Linked DNA regions of Mus musculus: region 2 is linked to region 1. Evidence: chromatin contacts called from public Hi-C data. All regions are on one chromosome and are shown on one strand. Each heading gives the region's core, a stretch centred on a gene start, on an enhancer-like site or on the middle of the called end of the contact. The rest is flanking DNA. Distances are from core to core; before and after follow the strand shown. Region 1 has its middle 190 kb from the start of Gm29922. Region 2 has its middle 25 kb from the start of Gm29922.

Evidence for each region. A called contact is a pair of places that touch in the nucleus more often than the background predicts.
Region 2: a Hi-C map of uterus shows a contact between it and region 1, with 3 times the contacts expected there. The contact joins two enhancer-like sites.

What each region holds. Positions count from the first base shown.
Region 1 is chr4:105,654,205-105,657,918 of GRCm38.p6, forward strand. No RefSeq gene overlaps it. Among named protein-coding and RNA genes, the nearest start is that of Gm29922, 190 kb to the right of the region's middle. Within about 2 kb of position 2,042, at least 22 of the 459 cell types and tissues checked have an H3K27ac peak or open chromatin away from gene starts, as enhancers often do. A contact at or near this core is called in uterus, where this site is marked.
Region 2 is chr4:105,818,546-105,822,259 of GRCm38.p6, forward strand. No RefSeq gene overlaps it. Among named protein-coding and RNA genes, the nearest start is that of Gm29922, 25 kb to the right of the region's middle. Within about 2 kb of position 1,871, at least 14 of the 459 cell types and tissues checked have an H3K27ac peak or open chromatin away from gene starts, as enhancers often do. A contact at or near this core is called in uterus, where this site is marked.

The DNA.
Region 1 (3,714 bases), core at 792-3,291:
AAACCAGCATCTATACTCACTACACACATGTTCTACAGGAAAAGTTGTGGTCATGAAGTCAATGGCCTAAAGTTCCTAAAGATGTAAAGTCCACCTATTCTGTTTTAGATTTGAGGGTGCTAAAGTCAAGAGAGACTTTTTGGATAGGAGACAGCCTCTTAGTGCCCAGACTTCAATTCTCATGAAAGTCCTTGACTTTGAGTTAAAAGGTCTTCATAGGACCTGGGCTGTCTTCTGTAAGTGTGTCATCTGTCTGGCTGGGAACTGGGTCTACATGTCCAACCTGGACACTCTTAAAAGACGTGGAGAGACTCTGTTTCTTGCATCCCATCAGTAAGAGGGTTCTTTTCACACCTCATGCACTCAGGAGACTTTTCCCCATGGTCCCCTCTGAGCCTCATTGTTAGTACAACAGGAAATTGGAAAGGCTCATGCCAAGATTGCTGTGCTCAAATTATAAAGCCAGATAGCTGCTAATACAGAGTGTCTGTGCTGAGAGGAGAGGAAATGAGAGATGAGGGATAGGGAAGGAGGGAAAGAGGAAGAGGAGAGGGAAGAGAGAAAGAATGAGAGGGGAAGGTGAAGATAGAGAGTTCTAAAGGAAGTGAGGAAATAAGCTAAGAAAAAGTTCATTTAAAATTAATTCATAAAATAATTAATAAAAATACTTAACTAATTTAAAATAAGTTCATTTTAAGATAGTATATGAGTTACATTACTAGAATGTTCATCGTAGATGTTTATGGAAGAGGGTAGGGTCAGAGGAAAGTTTAGAACTAGAAACAGGAAGCAGATAGGCAGAACAGGAGGTTGGACCATGACAGGACCAGAAGCAGATTCTGTATGCTCGGACTGAGGGGACATAATGGAGATGGAGTTTTACACTGTCCTGGCAGTGAGAAGGGCAGGGAAATCTGAGGAAAGCAAAGGTTGCAAGCCTTCCCTGGGCAAGGCTTTGTGAGTGGAGGTGGTGTTAGTGTGGGAAGGTGGGTCTCCTTTAAAGCAGTGGTTCTCTGCATATGTAGCAGAGGATTCCCTAGTTGGCCTGGGAAGAGAGGCCCCTTGGTCTTGCAAACTTTATATGCCCCAGTACAGGGGAATACCAGGACCAAGAAGTGGGAGTGGATGGGTAGGGGAGCAGGGCAGGGGGCGGGCGGTATAGGGAACTTTTGGGATAGCATTGGAAATGTAAATAAAGAAAATATTGAATAATAAAGCAGTGGTTCTCAACCTGTGGGTCATGACCTTCTTGGGGTTGAACAACCCTTTCACAGAGCTCACCTTAGACCATTGGAAAACAAAAATATTTGCATTACAATTCATAACAGTAGCAAAATTATAGTTATGAAGTAGCAATGAAAAATGTTATGGTTGGGGGTCACAACATGAGGAACTGCATTAAAGGGTTGCAAAATTAGGAAGGTTGAGACCCACTGTTTTAAAGGGTAGCTCAGAGAGCATCTTGGAAATGGTTGAGCCTGAAGAAGCTCAGAAGTCATTGCAGAATGAATTTTATCCTCTGAAACATGTAGGGTGAAGACTTAAGCTTGGATGTGACTGTAGTAGAGACAGAGTCTTCAGAAAACAATTAAGTCAAAATGGGTCATTGGACTTGACACCTAATCAGATAGGGCCACTGGCCTTAAAGAGACAGCCTCCCCCTCCTCCTCATTTCTCTCCCTCTCCCTCTCCTTCTCCTTCTCCCTTTCACCTGTGCCCTGTGACTCCCATCTTCACTGAAGTTTTTACAGAGAGAAATGGCACACGTTGAACCTGTATCTTCTGACTTGATCCTGTGCTGTCTTCAACCAACAAAGCTGCTCTCAGAAGAAGTTCATATTCAGGGTTACTGCTTGTCAGAATTTATTTGAAAAAACCAAAAACAATGCTTTTTTTTTTCTTCAGTGCTCCGTGTGATCATAGCCAGGAATTTTTGGCAAAGATTTTTATCATCACAGTGTGTTCTGTCTACTAATGGGCCAAGGGGCCAGTGGAACACAACACCCATCCACAGAGCATGGGGTGGGAGGGAGGAATGAGAGGAGGAGTGAGCAAAGGTCTTTGGAAACTGGGACGCCACGTGAGCCATTGGAAGTTAACACTAAACAGAGAGGACTGTCAAAGTCCTGGCACTGACAAGAAATCTAATACTGGAGCTTCAAGGCAGAGCAACTTAGAAGTTCAGGGCAAGAAAAATAAAAAATGACATCTGATACAGGGAAATGTCTTTGACCTGGACAATAAAATGAAATTAGCCTGCAGTGTATGTAGAGGATGGGGGCCTTTAAAGAAAGAGAGTTTTGGCAACGCTAAGTGACTTAGCTTTATGTAATGGAAAAACTTAACTACATTCTGGTGCAAATACTGTAAGCTCTGAGTCTAGGGTGACAGTTTCAAAATGCCTTTATTAAATACCCGTTCATTGAGGCAGTGGCCAGTTTCACCAAGTGTCCTCATGTAGACATTTCCTCCTGTCACTTGTCCTTCCTCCCTAGAGTCACTTCCTAAATTAATTTTGTCTCTGGTCCCATTCTGGGGATCTCTGATTAAGGTAGCTGCCTACAAAGTGGTCCCAGGTCGTGTTGGTTGGATGGTGTTTCTGAGTGTTCATTTCTAGACCAGTGGTCCTCAACCTTCCTACTGCTGCGACCCTTTAATACAGTTCCTCACGCTGTGGTGATTCCCCCCACACACCATAGAATTATTTTCGTTGCTACTTCATAACTGTAATTTTGCTACTGTTATGATTGTTACATAGTATTTTTGGAGATAGAGGGTTGCTAAAAAGGTCACGGTCCCCAGGTTGAGAAAACCATGTTCTGGACTCTTATCGTCAACATCCTAACTTCCAATTTGGAGCATACTTCTATCAAGAGACACTGGAAGATTTCCACTAAGCTTCAAACTGTGTTTCCATTTTGTCACAAGCACCCTTTATCATTCACCAACAGACAAAGACCTCAGTTTATCCTGATGAGGATAACGGACTCTGGATATGTAGAGGCACCAGGCTTGTTGCTATAGAGTGGAAACAAGGCACAATATACCAGAAACCTAGGGGATTCACCAAAGTGATCCTTGATACTTCCATGCATGGTCACAATAGTCACAAGGCAAGAGTCACCAAGGTTTATGCATTAAAGGCAACAAGCTCTCCTATCCCTCTAGGATGAGGTCCACCAAGAATGCACCCATGTATTGGCTAGGTATGAGGAAATCGTTAGAGATGTTGGAGATGGAAGTGTGGATTTTGGCCGTGGGAGTTCTGGTAAGATGAAGGGTTGCTTTTCTTCAATGGGATGAGCTCCTTTTGTTGAGTTCCTCTGTGCACTTCCTTGGCTGTATGCCACTCTTTCTTCTAGAAGTCACTTGGAAGTGAAGTACCTACACATGAGCTTCTGCTTCTGCACATGTGGGGAATCTATGTAGAGGAAAGTACAGCTGGGTATGCTCTCAGTTGCGCTGAGTAATCATTTTTGCAATGACACTTCAAAGTAGTAATATGTTGTTAGATTTCTATTCTGACACAACCTTTTAGTGAGGACCCTTGAAATTTTCCCACTACTATATGCCAAGGTGAGTGATCAATTCCCAGTCTTCCATATGAGTTGTGAATATTTTTGTCCTTTTGTTACTTTTAAATTATTTTTTAATTATATCTTATATTTAAAATAGACTTTATACATCTTAATATATGTAGAAATATAATTTGTA
Region 2 (3,714 bases), core at 621-3,120, 160 kb after region 1:
AAACACGTGTGGGTATGGAAATACAAGCAGAGGCGGGGCTTGTTTGGGCAACTGCTCAGATGCATTTGGATTTTTTTGCATTCTTTTCATTTCATTCCTCCTGAGACTGAAGATAAGAGTTGCAAAGGACCCAGATATAGCTGTCTCATGTGAGACTATGCCAGGGCCTAGCAAACACAGAAGTGGGTGCTCACAGTCAGCTATTGGATGGATCACAGGGCCCCCAATGGAGGAGCTAGAGAAAGTACCCAAGGAGCTAAAGGGATCTGCAACCCTATAGGTGGAACAACATTATGAACTAACCAGTACCCCGGAGCTCTGGACTCTAGCTGCATATGTATCAAAAGATGACCTCGGCCATCACTGGAAAGAGAGGCCCATTGGACACACAAACTTTATATGCCCCAGTACAGGGGAACACCAGGGCCAAAAAAATGGGAATGGGTGGGTAGGGAAGTGGGGGGGAGGGTATGGGGGACTTTTGGTATAGCATTGGAAATGTAATTGAGGAAAATACGTAATAAAAAAAAAAGAGTTGCATTCCACAGCCCTTTACTAGATCGGACTCAGTGAAAAACCACTCCATTGGCCAGAGCTGCCTACCTGTGGATAAAGCTCAGACCAATCATGCCTTGTTTTTTAACGTTGCTTGGGGTTAAAACCCTTTTACTCACAGACATGGGCTGACATTCTGCCTGGCTTTCATCTCCCTTCCTGGAGTGGAGAGTTCTGAGCAGCGTCATGACCCAGATCTGACTTTATCATGATGGCAGGTGACCTAAACAACAGAAGAGAATTATCCAATTCTAGAAATGTGGGAGAGTTCACACCTCCCAGGTCTTAGACTAGCTGGGGAGAGGATTATGGGTACTTTGTCCTTCACCACATTCAGTGGGTAATGTACCTTTCTTGGGGATTCTCCTGTGTTTAAGAGACCAATTTTAAAGTTCGAGGAACTGTGACCAGGTTAGTAATGCCCTATCTTTAATTTTTCCTTTTTTGTTCCCCTAATCCTCATCCCATTCTTGTTTCCCTTGGACTGGATGTTGTGTCCTATATTCTTTGAATATATGGTCTTAAAAATGATATATTTATAACATTCATTTCTTACACTTTAAAGCCATTGCTGCCTAAGTTCTCTAAGCAACCTGAATAACCTAGAGCCTGGCAGAGGATAGGCCTTCAGTCGCATGTCCTGCAACTGCTCTATAATCTCCAGTACAGGGTTTCTTCTCTTTTGATCTAGAACTTTCCATGGACCTGTGTTTGCCTTTCCTCCTATTGGAAACAGGCCTGAAGACTGATTTGCTCAAACTTTCTTTTCTCCTTGATTTTAGAAATAAGATACTCTATGAAAACAAGACACCAATGAGATTATGTAAGTTAAGATGCTGTCTTCCCAAGCTTGCTGATTCATTCCCAGAACAAGCTGAGGGAGCGCCTGGCAAGCTGACCAGCATCCTTGTGAATTTCCTCAGGCAATGACTATGAAACCACCTAAACTTCAGGATGCTTATCTTTTAGCAAAGGACAATATCTGCTCTGCCCACACCTAATTAAAAGGCCTGATTTCATTACAACACTGTGTGGCTTGGCTGTCCTCCTGGCCCTTTCTTCTTTGAGTAAGCTGAGAAGAAATGTCCGAGGCTGTGCTTTATTTCAACTCTCACGTTCCCAGGAAATGGCAGCAGGGCAGAAGCAGCTGTCACATGCTTGAAATGACAGCTGTTCGATTTTGTGTTTGATAAGTTAGAAAGCACTGGACAGAAGGCACATGATGGGGCGCAGTACATACAAACTATCGCTGTGTGTACTGGGGGACATGGGTTGTCTGTGTGTACCTTACAAATTGCATTTTTCAGCATAAACAGTAACCCTGCCAAACTACCACAGTGTTTACAGAATCTGACGCAATCCATCTGTTGAAGAGCCTTTTCTGTGTTTAGGCTGATAAAATTTAAAACAGTTGGGGAAGTCTTAACAAAGTCCATGGATCCTGATTTGGAGAGCATGTCTGTCATGTTCTTTCTGGGTTATATGATGACAAGATGACAATTCTTACAGAGGGCTGTGGAGCTTGACAAATTTTGCTGGATAGACAGTCAAGACTGAGTCTAAGGTTCAGATGCCTTCCTACACACATGACGTCACCAGCTACTGATGACCAACCCAAGGCTGACACCCTTGAGATACGAAGCATGCAAAGCACCTAGGCTCTCCTCCATGCTATACTCTTTCCTTATAGGTAAAATAGGCATTCCATTAATAGGAATAATATAATTCAAAGCACCTTAACTGGCTAGTCTTCCTGCCATTGGAGGCTGATTCTTACTTCCATTGTAAGCTGAAAGACAGCGATATAAACACTTTCCAAACAATGCCCTCTCTAAGACTTGGTGCCCTACTTTGCTTTTCTCCATGTATTAAATAGTTTTCTATTGCTGTGCTAGAATACCATGACCATAAGCAACCTAGAGATGAAGTGTTTATTTTGTGTTATGGTTTCAAAGAGATAGAGTCCATAATGGCAGAGTGGCATGGCAGTAAGTGGGAGGAGCCTGAAGCCAAGAGATCATATCACAACCACACACAGGGAGCAGAGTGTGAAAACTGGAAATGAGACAAATTTTAAACTGTCAAAACCCACCTCCAACAACCCTTTTCCTCCACAATGTCCCACATCCCCAAAGTTCCATAACCCCCCAAACAATGCCATCACCTGGGGACCAAGTGACCCAAATAAACCTTGTCTCAAAAAACAAACAAGCAAATAAGTAAAATAAGAAGATAAATATACTCTAGTTCAATGGCTTTTGGCCATAGGGCAGGCACCCATGATGATTCTGCTCCCCAGAGGATATTTGGCAATGGCTAGAGATAGGTTTTGTTGCCACAAATTATGAAGGTACTAGTGGCACTATTGAGTAGCAGCTAGAGACACTACCAAACATCCAATGCTCGGGATAGGCTTTCTATTACTAAGAATTCTCTGATCCAAAATGTCAATGGTGTGAGGCTGGGAAAAACCTGTCCTACAGATTAATACTGAAGATTCTCACTACGGCCTATTAACAGTATGGCTTAAGCAACCCAATGTCACTTTCTGATCAGTCATGAAGAAAAGAGGCATACATGATCTTTTCTTTTCTTTCTTTTTTTTTTTAATCAACTCTCATGTTTGCTGTGCATAATTTCAGGAGTGCCTAAAAGTACAGATTGTTAAGCCATAAAAACCATAAAGATTCTGACTCAGTAATTCTGGAACAGGATCCACAAATCTGCTTTTAAAAGTACTACCAGGTATGTGAACGGGCCAGATTTCACAAGTTATTTCCTATGTTAAAACTATATTTAACATTTTAAGTATTAAAAGTACTTAAAGTGTCCCCAAATATAAGTTGTTATTTTGACCACTTTTAAAGCTGACGCTGTCAGTGGAAAAGCTTTGGCAGAGAAGTCAGAACCATCCAGAATAACGAGAGAGGCCAGGAAGCAGACAGAGGCAGATGTTATCAGCAGGGATATGAGAACATCTGGTGGCTACGAGAGACTTAATGTCCTTCTCTGGTAAATAGTCTCATGGCAAGGTAGGTTAGGGAACTTGAGTTACTGCATAAAAATCATGGTTAACACTGTCTATAAAATGCTGAAAATACAGTCCTTATAAGAACAAGATTGCCCTTCCGCTCGACTCGAGACTCGAGCCCCGGGCTA